2 separate regions of the Mus musculus genome follow, and region 2 is linked to region 1. A link is a contact called in public Micro-C data. All regions are on one chromosome and are shown on one strand. The core of a region is the stretch at or near the end of the contact, and the rest is flanking DNA. Distances in the headings are between cores, read along the strand shown.

Region 1 (6,012 bases), core at 299-2,798:
ATGAGTATAGGGGGCTGATACTGGGATGTAATGTGAATAAATAAATAAATAAATAAACCACCACGCTTAAAGCAACTTACAAAAGAAAGTTCATTGTAACTTATAGTTCCAGAAGAATAAGGATTTATCATGTAAGGAAGGCATAGGGCAGGCGCCAGGTATGGTGCCATGTGACAGGCATGGTGACAGGTGGCAGTCATGGTGGCACATGACAGACATGTTGGTAGGTGGCAGGCATGGTAGCACATGATAGCTATGTTGGTAGCCATTTTGGCGTGCATGACTGAGAAAGCAACCCTTCAATGGCAAACGTAGAGTTGGAATCAGCCCACTGAAGTAGGGCAGACCTATAAACACTCACAGCCAGCCTCAGTGAAGTCAGCCCTGAACTCACAGAGACCCACCTGCCTCTGCCTCCCAGGTGCCGGGACTAAAGGCCTGTGTCACCCTGTGCCTGGCCTCTTTTTCATTATCTTACAACCTTTAACATACACATTCTTATTTTATCCTATCAGGTACACTCCCCGTTCCCTGCAGGGCTATGAGTGAAACATAAATCAGAAAAATGACACCATGACCCTCGACTTAGACACAAGAAAATAGCTTCCTAAGAAAAAGGCCTTCTACTAAGAGACTACACTGCAGAACTCTTTTGTTATTGGCAATGCTGGGGACCGAACCCCTGGCCTCATGCATGCTATGCAAACAGGCTACCACTGAGACACAGCAGCCCAGGGCGCACAGTTTGTATCTTTTTACATAGTAAATTTATAACCATAGAATGGTCATTAGTATATAACTGATGGCCACGGGGCACTAAAACAGAGGAAGACACCCCACTGTACCAGTTCCTGGGGTTTGATGATGCAACTTTTCCTAGACATATGGCTCCCGTATGACCACGACACCAAGGGTAGGCACGTGACATCATGGGACCAAAAGTAGTCAGGGCGATTTTGTAAATTGCCACTTCTCTTTTTCTGAGGTATAAAATATAGTATGTGCTGTGCATTATGCAACCATTTTTGGACTTAAAATGTTAATGAAGCCTAGATATAGGGACACTGGCAAAAATTAGCCAACAAGCCTTGTTTTTGAAGCAATACCACTTCCTTCTCTTTCCTCCCTGCGTCATCTCTTCCAATACAGAGGATGCACTGTTGCTTCAGACGTGATGAAAGCCCTCATTAGCTCTACAATTTTTTAGATTACATTTATTTACTTACTTTGTGTGTGTGTACGTGTGTGCACGCACACATGCGCTCCTGTGCACATTTTATGACTCACACACGGGGGTCCGAGGACAATTTGCGGGAGTCGGTTATCTCCTACCACGTGGGTCTCAGCGTTTGAACTCGGGTTGTCAGTCTGAGCTCTGTTATCTGCTGAGCATCTCAGCAGCCCAAGAGATTTTAAATCTAAGCTTAAACACAAGGGGTCAGACAAAGAGAGGCACCAGGAAGAAAAAAGCTTGGGTGTGGCTTCTGAAAGGGACAGTCATAGAGAATAGGACATACCCAAGTGTGTGTAGCAGCTTCTCATGTGAGGGTGCCTGATCTCAAATCTTGACAGGTTACTAAACTCTCATAAACTCCTGCTTGGACTATCAGTGTCTTGTGTCAGTGAGGCAAATCTCTGTGGGCTTTCAAATAGGCTGACTCTCTTACTCAAACAATCCACCACGGGGCTGGAGAGATGGTGGCTCAGTGGCTAGGGACATCTGTTGCTTTTGTAGAGGACCTGGCTTCTATTCCAACCACCACACGCGCTTACATCCCTAAATAAAGTTTCGGAGCTGGGAGAACGGAGCCGCTAAATGAGCAGACTGAAGTCTCCCGCCACAGCGATGCTGATTCAGGTCCCCAGACAGTTTACACTCGGAGGTTAAAGAGAAACCACAGGAGTAAAGTCCTCATGAGTTCAAGCTGTGTACAATCACAAGGACAAACCACAAATGGCAAACACGTTTTTTCCACATCGGCATAGAAAGGATAGTTTAAATGTTTAATTGAACTTGGTGGTGATGACACCTGCCCTTAATGCAAGCACTCTGGAGGCAGAGGCAGGCAGGTCTCTGTGAGTTCCAAGGCCAGCCTGACCTACAGAGTGAGCTCCAGGACAGCTGGGGCTATACAGAGAAAAACTGAAAAACAAAACAAAACAAATAAAAATTCAATGGAATAGCATCAGCAAGCAATAAAAAATAATTTGAAGTAAGCTCATTCCTATCTGCTACATCTGGGAGAGGCACAAAAATGCATTTCAAGAAAACTTCCATTTGGAAGACAGCGAAGCCATAAACCTCTTGTTTTCTCTCACGCACTCAGAATTCTCCCTGGACAACTCCAGTCTTGGATGGTGTCCCAACACAATGCCTTCTTCTGGCCTCTACAGGCACCAGGCACGGATATGGTATACAAACATACACGCAGGCACAACACCTGTACATATAAAATGTTTTCCAAAAAATTTTTTTTAAAATATCCATCAAAAACTATGTAAACAGAGTTGGGGAGATCTTAGCCTTTAAGAGTGCAAATTGCTCTTACAGACGACCCAAGTTCAGTCCCCAGCCCTCATGGTTGGTTCTCACAACCTAGCGATCTGACGCCCTCTCCTCTCTATGGGCATTTGCACACACTCACATAAATACACATACATGTCCATAAATGAAAAGTAATGGACTGGAGAGATGGCCTCAGGGGTTAAGAGGGCTTGCGGTTCTTACTGAAGACCTGGGTTCAGTTCCCAGAATCCTCAATTTTTAAAAAAATATTTATTTATTTATTTTATGTATACGAGTACACTGTAGCTGTTGTGAAGGTGTGAGCCTTTATGTGGTTGTTGGGAATTGAATTTTTAAGACCTCTGCTTGCTTCCACCGGCCCCACTCGCTCCAGTCAATCCCTGCTAGCTCTGGTCAGCCTCAGCTCGCTCAGTCTCTGCTCACTCCAGCCCAAAGATTTATTTATTATTATACATAAGTACACTGTAGCTGTCTTCAGACACTCCAGAAGAGGGCAACAGATTTTTGTTATGGATGGTTGTGAGCCACCATGTGGCTGCTGGGATTTGAACTCAGGACCTTCGGAAGAGCAGTCGGTGCTCTTACCCTCTGAGTCTCACCAGCCCCGGACTTTATTTTTTATTTTTTGGTTTTTTGGTTTTTCGAGACAAGGTTTCTCTGTATAGCCCTGGCTGTCCTGGAACTCACTTTGTAGACCAGTCTGGCCTTGAACTCAGAAACCCGCCTGCCTCTGCCTCCCAAGTGCTGGGATTAAAGGCATGCGCCACCACACCCGGCTCAGATTTCATTTTTTATCAGGTCATGCTTTCTGTCACCAGGGGAGAAAGAACACTCCATCAACTGATGCTCCATTTCTAGCGGTCAAGGGATTAAAACGTTAGCAGCGTCACTCTGATTGACATGTAGAAGGGTACGTGTAAGTCTCAAAAACTCATCCTGTTCCCTGGAAGTTAGTCAGTGCTAACTAACTTCCCACTTTCTGTCCCTTGTCATGTGTCCTTGTGACTATGAAACATATAAGGACTCATTTTTTTTTTTCAAGACAGTGTGTTTCTCTGTATAGCCCTGGCTGTCCTGGAACTCACTCTGTAGACCAGGCTGGCCTCGAAATCAGAAATCTCCCTGCCTCTGCCTTGTGAGTGCTCGGATTAAAGGCGTGTGCCACCACTGCCCGGCATAAGCACTCATTTTATTCTGAGATTGAGTAGCCAAAAATAATTAATAATTTCAGTAATTTCGTAAGTAAAGGAGCGTTAACTGGTTTGATCTTGTTCAGGCAATCACAGCTTCTGTGAGTTTGGAACTGCAGCAGTCCTGACTGGTCTGGAAGATGCTGTTCTGCTCCGGGCTTCCCGCCCTATAGCTCTTACCATCTTTCCATCCCTCCCACCCCATCTATAATGGTTCCTGAGCCTTTTGAGTTAACAAAGAAACTAATGGGGCCTAAGAGGTGTGCAAGTCTATCCATATAGGTACAAATATAGAGGGCAGATTGATACCGTATCCATTTAGTCGAATAATATTAATAGGTTCTGTGATGGTTTGTATATGCTTGGCCCACAGAGTAGAACTATGAGGACGTGTGGCCTTCTTGGAGTGGGTGTGGACTTCTTGAAGGAGGTGTGGCCTTGTTTGAGGCAGTATGTCACTGTGGCATTCTGATTTGAGATTCTCCTCCTAGCTGCCTGAGGGCAATTTGCTCCTGGCTTCCTTTGGATGAAGATGTAGAGAACTCTCAGCGCCATACCTGCCTGGAGGAGACTGTGGTGTTTCCTGCTATGATGATAATCGACTGAACCTCTGCACCTGTAAGCCAGCCCCACTTAAGTGTTGTTCTCTTTTTATGTGTTGCCTTGGTCATGGCGTCTGCTCACAGCAGTAAAACCCTAACTGAGACAGACAGGTTCACTCCTGATGTTGGTCGTGGGTCCCTGGTCAGAAACTCAGTACCAGGTATGCATTTTCTCTTGCAATTCAGGCCTTAAATCTAAGAATAAGGTGATTGGTTGGTTGCCCCCCATGACAATTGTGGGACTCTAATGACCCAGGTCATTAGAGTAGCCCATGGTGTCCATAGCTGGGTAAAATTACTCATGACATCTCCTGCATAACTCGGACCTTTATGGCACCTTCTAGTTCTACAAAAAGTCACCAGCAGGAAGGAAGTGTCCTATTTAGCACCAGCCTGATTTCTCCATGTCCTGCAGCCAGAGTGTATGGTGTCTTTAGCAATAGTGTTTTACCATCAAACTCTGGTGGACAACCAACAGCGGTGGCGATAGCCTGTGGTATTTTGGGGGGTAGGGGGGTCTCTGAACTATTTGGAGTTTTAAAAGAATAAGTGAATTCTTTTTATTCTTGACGACAAAAGTGGAAAAAAAAACTGACCATTTATAAGGTGTGCCTTTATGTTATTTATATACTGTTATTTAGAGTTTTAAAATATATTTTGTGTGTGTATGAGCGTGCGCACACACGTGAGATTGCACACGTGTGAGATCGTGCACACCTGCGTGCGTGCACGCATACCATAGGATAATGAGGAGGTCAGAGGACCTTTCCTTCCAGCAATGTGGGCCCTGAGGATTGAGCTCAGGCTCACAGGCTCACAGGGAAGAGCATTTAGTCACTGAGCCACCCTGCTGGCTTTAATTTGGGTTTCCTGAAATCGAGTCTCACAGTGCGGTCTCGGCTTGTCTGAAACTTGCTATGTAGTTCCCTGTTGGCCTTCAGTTCAGATCCTTCTGCCTCTGTCATCGAATGCTAGGATTCCAGGTATGCACCGTCACCTTCATTTTATTTATTTATTTACTTATTATTTTTGTAGTAGCTCTATGAAACAAGAGGCTTTCTGCAGGTCACCTTCCTGGGAAGTTCCCAGTTCCAGTTTGAACAGATGCTGGTGTCCCAGAGCTGGCACCATGGGATTTATGCTCAGTGAAATGCCCTGAGGCAGGCAGTGACAGGGTCCAGCTTAGGTTACAATGTCCACAGGAAATAGCAGAGCCGTGACTGTATAGGATACACATGGGATCGCAAGAACAACCACATATAATCAAGTTATAATTAACACAGCAATAAAGCACAAGGAACCGTGTGTCTTGAGTTCTCAAACAAGACTTCCCTGGCAAACCTTCCATCCTATCAGAATTCGGTTCTGCCCAGGGGAACCGGAGCGCAGACTGGGAACCAGCAGATTGGGAACCAGCTCCTACTGGTTGGGCTTCAGATTCAGCAAAGCTGGCAGCCAATTGCCATTTGTGAAGTTCTAGTGCCACCCTGTGATCCCTTGTAGGGCTTGTGTGTTTGTAACCAAGTACACAACAGCACACTTGTGGTTTCTGCCTTATGATTGGTGGGAACGCAATCACAGATACCTAAATATAAATTTTAAAATGAAATTCATCCATTTATTTAAGAGGAGGAGTATGTGTGGAGGGCAGAGGTCAGCTTGCAGAGGTTGGTTCTCTCTTCCCAGACCTGGG
Region 2 (5,770 bases), core at 861-3,360, 34 kb before region 1:
AGATGTCCGTCTCAGTTAAGAGCACTTGTTCTTGCTGAGAACTTGAATTCAATTTCTAGCATCCACATCAGGTAACTCATATCCATCTGCAACTCCTGCCTCAGGGAACCTGGCACCTTCTGCTGGTCTCCGAGGGCACCTGTATTCACATGCATATATACACAGACAGACACACAAACACACAGACACACAGACTCTCTCTCTCTCCCAATTTAAAAAAAATACATGTTTCAAAAAGTCTTTTAAAAAATACAATATTATACCAGCACTTGGGAGGCAGAGACCAGGGGATTTCTGAGTTTGAGGCCAGTCTGGTCTACAGAATGAGTTCCAGGACAACCAGGGCTACACAGAGAAATCCTGCCTTGAAAACAAACAAACAAACAGAAACCCAAAACCAAAAAACAAAACAAAACAAAATAAACAAACAAAAAAACAATATTGGAGAGATGGCTCAGAGGTTAAGAGGACTGACTACTCTTCCGAAGGTCCTGAGTTCAAATCCTAGCAACCACATGGCTCACCACCATCCATAATGAGATCTGATGCCCTCTTCTGGTGCATTTGAAGACAGCTAGATTGCTCTTACATATAATAATAAATAAATCTTTGGGCCGGAGCAAGCGGGGCTGGAACGAGCTGAGGTCCTGAGTTCAATTCCCAACAACCATATGATAGCTCACAGCTATCTGTACAGCTACAGTATACTCATATACATAAAAATAAATAAATCAATCTTGAAAAAAATGGGCAAACATGGAGTTTCAAGACATGGAATTTGGAACACTGGAAACTGCAATGTGGGCACCACCAATCTCAAAGTTGTCATCTTCATTGTCACAGTCTCCATGAAGTATCCTGATCCTATAGGATCCAAGATCAGGTCACCCTGAGTCTAGACTACAAGGTCCGTCAAATGCCATTGAGGATTTGGGTAGGCAGCTAAAGGGACACATTTCCTCTTTTTTTTTTTTTTTTTTTTTTTTTTTGAGACAGTTTCTCTGTCTAGCCCTGGCTGTCTTGGAACTCGATCTGTAGAGCAGGTAAATTCAGAGATCTACCTGCTTTCGCCTGCCGAGTACTGGGATTAAAGGTATGCACCACTACCACCTGGCAAATTTCCAATTTCTAATTTCAAACTCAAAGTAGATAGTCAATGGTAGATACTCTGTAAGATGACACTTAATCACACTTTAAAAAAAAGAGAGAGAAAGGAAATGTTATCTTTCTGCACCCTCTTGAGGCTTGAAATCAGAGCCATTTCTACGAATACCACACATCCAGGCGCTGTGTCTGCAATCCCAGCACTCGGGAAGAAGAAGCAGGAAGATGGAGAAGCCAGCTTGGGAGACGTAACAAGAGGAGACATCTATCTGAGAGGAAGGAAAAAAGGAAAAAGAGCACGGCGCTAGAGAACTGAGTTGGGGGTTAGGAGCACCCGCTGCTCCTGCAGAGGACCTGCATTAAGCTCCCTATCCCCACATTGGGGTGGATGACAACTGTCTTATAACTCTAGCTCCAGGGCATCCAATAGCCTCTGGGGCTGTTGTTGTATGTACATAGCCACATAGACAGGCATGCAAAAATAAAAATAAATCCTAGAAAGAAAACAAGGAGGTGGGGGAGACAGAGACAGACAGACAGACAGACAGAGGAAACCGTATCCACATTACCAATGCATAGTAGAATTTCACACGAACTCTTACTGCTCCTGGAAAGCCTGACTGTTCTTTTAGCACAGTGCATGGTTACTGCCCTTGTTAATTTATTAATTATTGTCAGCTAAGCAAATTGCAGTGAATGGATTCTCCGAGGCCAATCACCTAGCCAGCATGCATGCCTGCAGCCTTCAGAAGGAATGCCCTCAGATCTGACTCGTCCACCTCTGACAGTCGGCTTGCCTAAACTTATCCTTTACGTTTAGAAAAATTTGTGGGTTCCCGTCTGCCCAGGGGACTTTTTTTTTATTACTTGTTTATGCAAACAGTAAGTTGCATAAGAGCCTTGCTAGCCTTTTTTTTTTTTAAATGATTTCGTAGTTTCCTGGTAACCATTCAGTCATCTCTTTCAACACCCTGACATGACATAAAGCCGAGGGCTGAACCACACGTTCACCACACAGACACACACTCGCCTTGAGCCTTCGCTAGGTGAGGCACTCTGAAGCTGGACTGGCCAGATCCACTCATGAGCAAGTCAGACCATTTTCTAGTGATAAACGGCAAGAACTGCTGTGTGTTCCGAGATGAAAACATCGCCAAGGTCTTGCCACCGGTGTTGGGGCTGGAATTTGTGTTCGGACTCCTGGGCAATGGCCTTGCCTTGTGGATTTTCTGTTTCCACCTCAAGTCCTGGAAATCCAGCCGGATTTTCTTGTTCAACTTGGCCGTGGCTGACTTTCTCCTGATCATCTGCCTGCCGTTCCTGACGGACAACTATGTCCATAACTGGGACTGGAGGTTCGGAGGCATCCCCTGCCGTGTGATGCTCTTCATGTTGGCTATGAACCGACAGGGCAGCATCATCTTCCTCACCGTGGTGGCTGTGGACCGCTACTTCCGGGTGGTCCATCCACACCACTTCTTGAACAAGATCTCCAACCGGACGGCGGCCATCATTTCTTGCTTCTTGTGGGGTCTCACCATCGGCCTGACTGTCCACCTCCTCTATACAAACATGATGACCAAAAATGGCGAGGCATATCTGTGTAGCAGCTTCAGCATCTGTTACAACTTCAGGTGGCACGATGCTATGTTCCTCTTGGAATTCTTCTTGCCCCTGGCCATCATCTTGTTCTGCTCAGGCAGGATCATCTGGAGCCTGAGGCAGAGACAGATGGACAGACATGCCAAGATCAAGAGGGCCATCAACTTCATCATGGTGGTGGCTATTGTATTCATCATTTGCTTCCTACCCAGTGTGGCTGTGCGCATCCGCATCTTCTGGCTTCTCTACAAATATAACGTACGCAACTGTGACATCTACTCCTCGGTGGACCTGGCTTTCTTTACCACCCTTAGCTTTACCTACATGAACAGCATGCTGGACCCTGTGGTCTACTATTTCTCCAGCCCATCTTTCCCCAACTTCTTCTCCACGTGTATCAACCGCTGCCTTCGAAAGAAAACATTGGGTGAACCCGATAATAACCGAAGCACTAGTGTGGAGCTCACGGGGGACCCCAGCACAACCAGAAGTATTCCAGGGGCGCTAATGGCTGACCCCAGTGAGCCAGGCAGCCCCCCTTATCTGGCTTCCACATCTCGTTAAGTTACTATGACAAGAAGGGAGATTGCCGCTCAGGCCTGTGCTCTCTGGAGAGGCGATTTGGCCGTTCGTTGAACAGGGTAACATCTTCAGATTTGGCTTACGCTTTCTTGGAACTTCTAGATTCGGAGAATCGAATTTAGAGAAACGGCGTGGTGCAGTGAGCAGTTTTGGTTGCGAGGTGCAGCCATAGAAAATCTCAGAGGAACAGAAAGCAGAGTTTCCAGACAGTGGAAACTTCTCAGCCTTCCAAGCTTACAGGACTGAAGAAGACAGAGTCCTGCAGAGTTTGAGTCCCAGATGCACCCAGACACACCTCAGTTCTGCTCAAAGTCACGGATGGCTCTTCGTCCTAGGGTCCTACCTAGCCTGTCCGTGGGCCCCAGTGAGGACAAGGAGATCCACGAAACTGGAGGGGATCTCTACCCAGATGTCACTGATAAGCCAGTTGGTCACTTGTGTTCGGTGGGACCAGTATACCTTTCAGCCAGACTTTAGCAGAAATGCTAAAGAGGGGAGGAGATGCAAAAGATTTGATTGTTCTCCAAGTCTCCAAAGGTGGTAAGAGGGGGTTAGCCCCAGGAGGGACTGAACTCAGTGCTGGAGAGAAACAATAACAAATTCAGCTGAGCTTTAAAAGGCTTTGGGGAAACAGTGGCTTCCCTCCTCTGTCTGCGTTTCTTAGTAAAAGGAATTCAACTGTGTCCATGGTTGGGGGGGGGGGGGCGGTTCATTACTTGGGTTTCTGTACTTTAACATCTACCATTTCAATAAATTTCGACAGGAGACACAGGCTGCTGCAGCATTTTGTCTGGGTTAGGGTTCACAGAAACGGTCTTCTTACTTAAGACCTGGGTTATGAACTGTATCCTAGCAGGAAGATCTAGTATACTGCAAAAACACAGAAGGGTGCAGAAGAGCCCTGCCTTGAGACAGCCAAGGGGAACGGCACCGGTGGGGAATATGTAAGGTAGTTAGGTTTTAAAGGCTATACCGAAAAGTTTACAGCGGAGTTCTTCCCTTTGCAGTTCGGTGAACATTGCTATTAATAGCTGTATATTAAAAAAAGAATCAGACCAGAGTGGGCTTTTTTTTTCCACCCCTAGGAGAAGGAAGAGGAGCTTCCTATGGAATGGTTTCAGTTCCCAGTTTAGAGCCAGAAAGGAGATGTACCAGGTTGCATCGTGCCAGTTGAGAAACAAGAAGTTTCTGTTGTACTTTCATTTCCAGTTTCTGTCCCTCCTAGATCCTTTGGCAAGATGAGGCTTTTTTTTTTTTTCCTCCCGAGCTGGATACAGATTAAGAATTCAGATACTCTAATTTCTCAGCCCTCGGTAGATGGCAAGAAACCAGGGACAGACAGATGAAGTGTCTCTTAGTTCAAGTGTTCCCAGTTTTCTGTCTCTTATTACCTTCGGCTCCTACAAGTGGGAATTTAAAAGCAGGGTTTGCCTTCTTCTGGAAGGCGGCAGACAGAAGCTCCGAGCCAAGCAGGGATTTCCCCATGAATCACGGGGAACCTGGTGGTGAAACTCCTGGTCCTTGATCGATCGGAGTTAACAGTTGACATTCATTTGTTTGGTTTTTGTGTGTTGAACAGCAACTGTGCGCCAGACACCGTTCTGGGTGGTGGCAATACGGCCAGGAGTTAAGCAGATAGATGGTCTTCGTCACATTGAACCCAAATTCAAGGCAGGGAGGCAGGCAGGAATGAAGAAAAGATCATGGCTGAAAAGCAACAGGTGTTGTGAAACCAGCCAGGTGTGACTATGGGAACAGAGAGGGTGGCTAGGGTGGGGATGACTGGGAGGGCCTCCAGGAGGAAGTGATATTGAGTTGAGCCAGGATTAACTAGACAGAGCAAGGTATGAAAACCTCTGGGCTGGGGGTGGGGGGGCACAGGGAGGGGAGTGAGAGCAAAGGTCCTGAGGTAACAAGGAATGTGTTGGGTATGAGTCTCCTTTTTTTTTTCATATGTTATATTTTATTAGCTGATAATTCTTATGCCGTTATGATATACAATGTAGTATAATAAATATTTGAATGAATAGATTTAGAAAGCAGGTAATTTGGAATAAGCATTTCAAAACATGGATTAACTTTCATTTCTTTTTTTTTAATTGGGTATTTATTTCTTTTACATTTACAATGCTATCCCAAAAGTCCCCCACCCGCTCCCCCACCCACTCCCACTTCTTGGCCCTGGCATTCCTTTGTACTGAGGCATATAAAGTTTGCACGACCAGTGGGCCTCTCTTTCCACTGATGGCCGATTAGGCCATCTTCTGATTCATATGCAGCTAGAGACACAAGCTGGGGGGCGGGGGAGGTATTGTTTACTTCATATTGTTGTTCCACCTATAGGATTGCAGATCCCTTCAGCAACTTGAGTACTTTCTCTAGCTCCTCCATTGGGGGCCCTGTGATCCATCCAATAGCTGACTGTGAGCATCCACTTCTGTGTTTACCAGGCCCCGGCATAGTCTCACAAGAGACAGCCATA

Evidence for each region. A called contact is a pair of places that touch in the nucleus more often than the background predicts.
Region 2: a contact with region 1 is called in a Micro-C map of macrophages, with 10 times the contacts expected there. The contact joins the promoter of Hcar2 here to the enhancer-like site in region 1. A contact is called at or near these places in 16 of 39 promoter capture datasets (the 3T3-L1 cell line, 3T3-L1-derived adipocytes, the C10 cell line and 10 more), 1 of 15 datasets of contacts at CTCF or cohesin (the NIH/3T3 cell line), 20 of 484 Hi-C or Micro-C datasets (CD4 T cells, ECoMG-derived neutrophils, bone marrow and 13 more), 10 of 115 datasets of contacts at active chromatin or transcription factors (the 230-238 cell line, the HPC-7 cell line, bone marrow-derived dendritic cells and 6 more) and 6 of 9 other capture datasets (adipose tissue, bone marrow-derived macrophages, embryonic stem cells and 3 more).

What each region holds. Positions count from the first base shown.
Region 1 is chr5:123,827,502-123,833,513 of GRCm38.p6, reverse strand. No RefSeq gene overlaps it. Among named protein-coding and RNA genes, the nearest start is that of Hcar2, 35 kb to the left of the region's middle. Within about 2 kb of position 1,548, at least 37 of the 459 cell types and tissues checked have an H3K27ac peak or open chromatin away from gene starts, as enhancers often do. A contact at or near this core is called in ECoMG-derived neutrophils, bone marrow, bone marrow-derived macrophages and 6 more, where this site is marked.
Region 2 is chr5:123,861,856-123,867,625 of GRCm38.p6, reverse strand. Hcar2 (hydroxycarboxylic acid receptor 2) reads left to right here and starts at 2,110. Exons shown (of 1, transcript NM_030701.3): 1 at 2,110-4,056. The coding sequence starts at 2,188. The coding sequence ends at 3,270.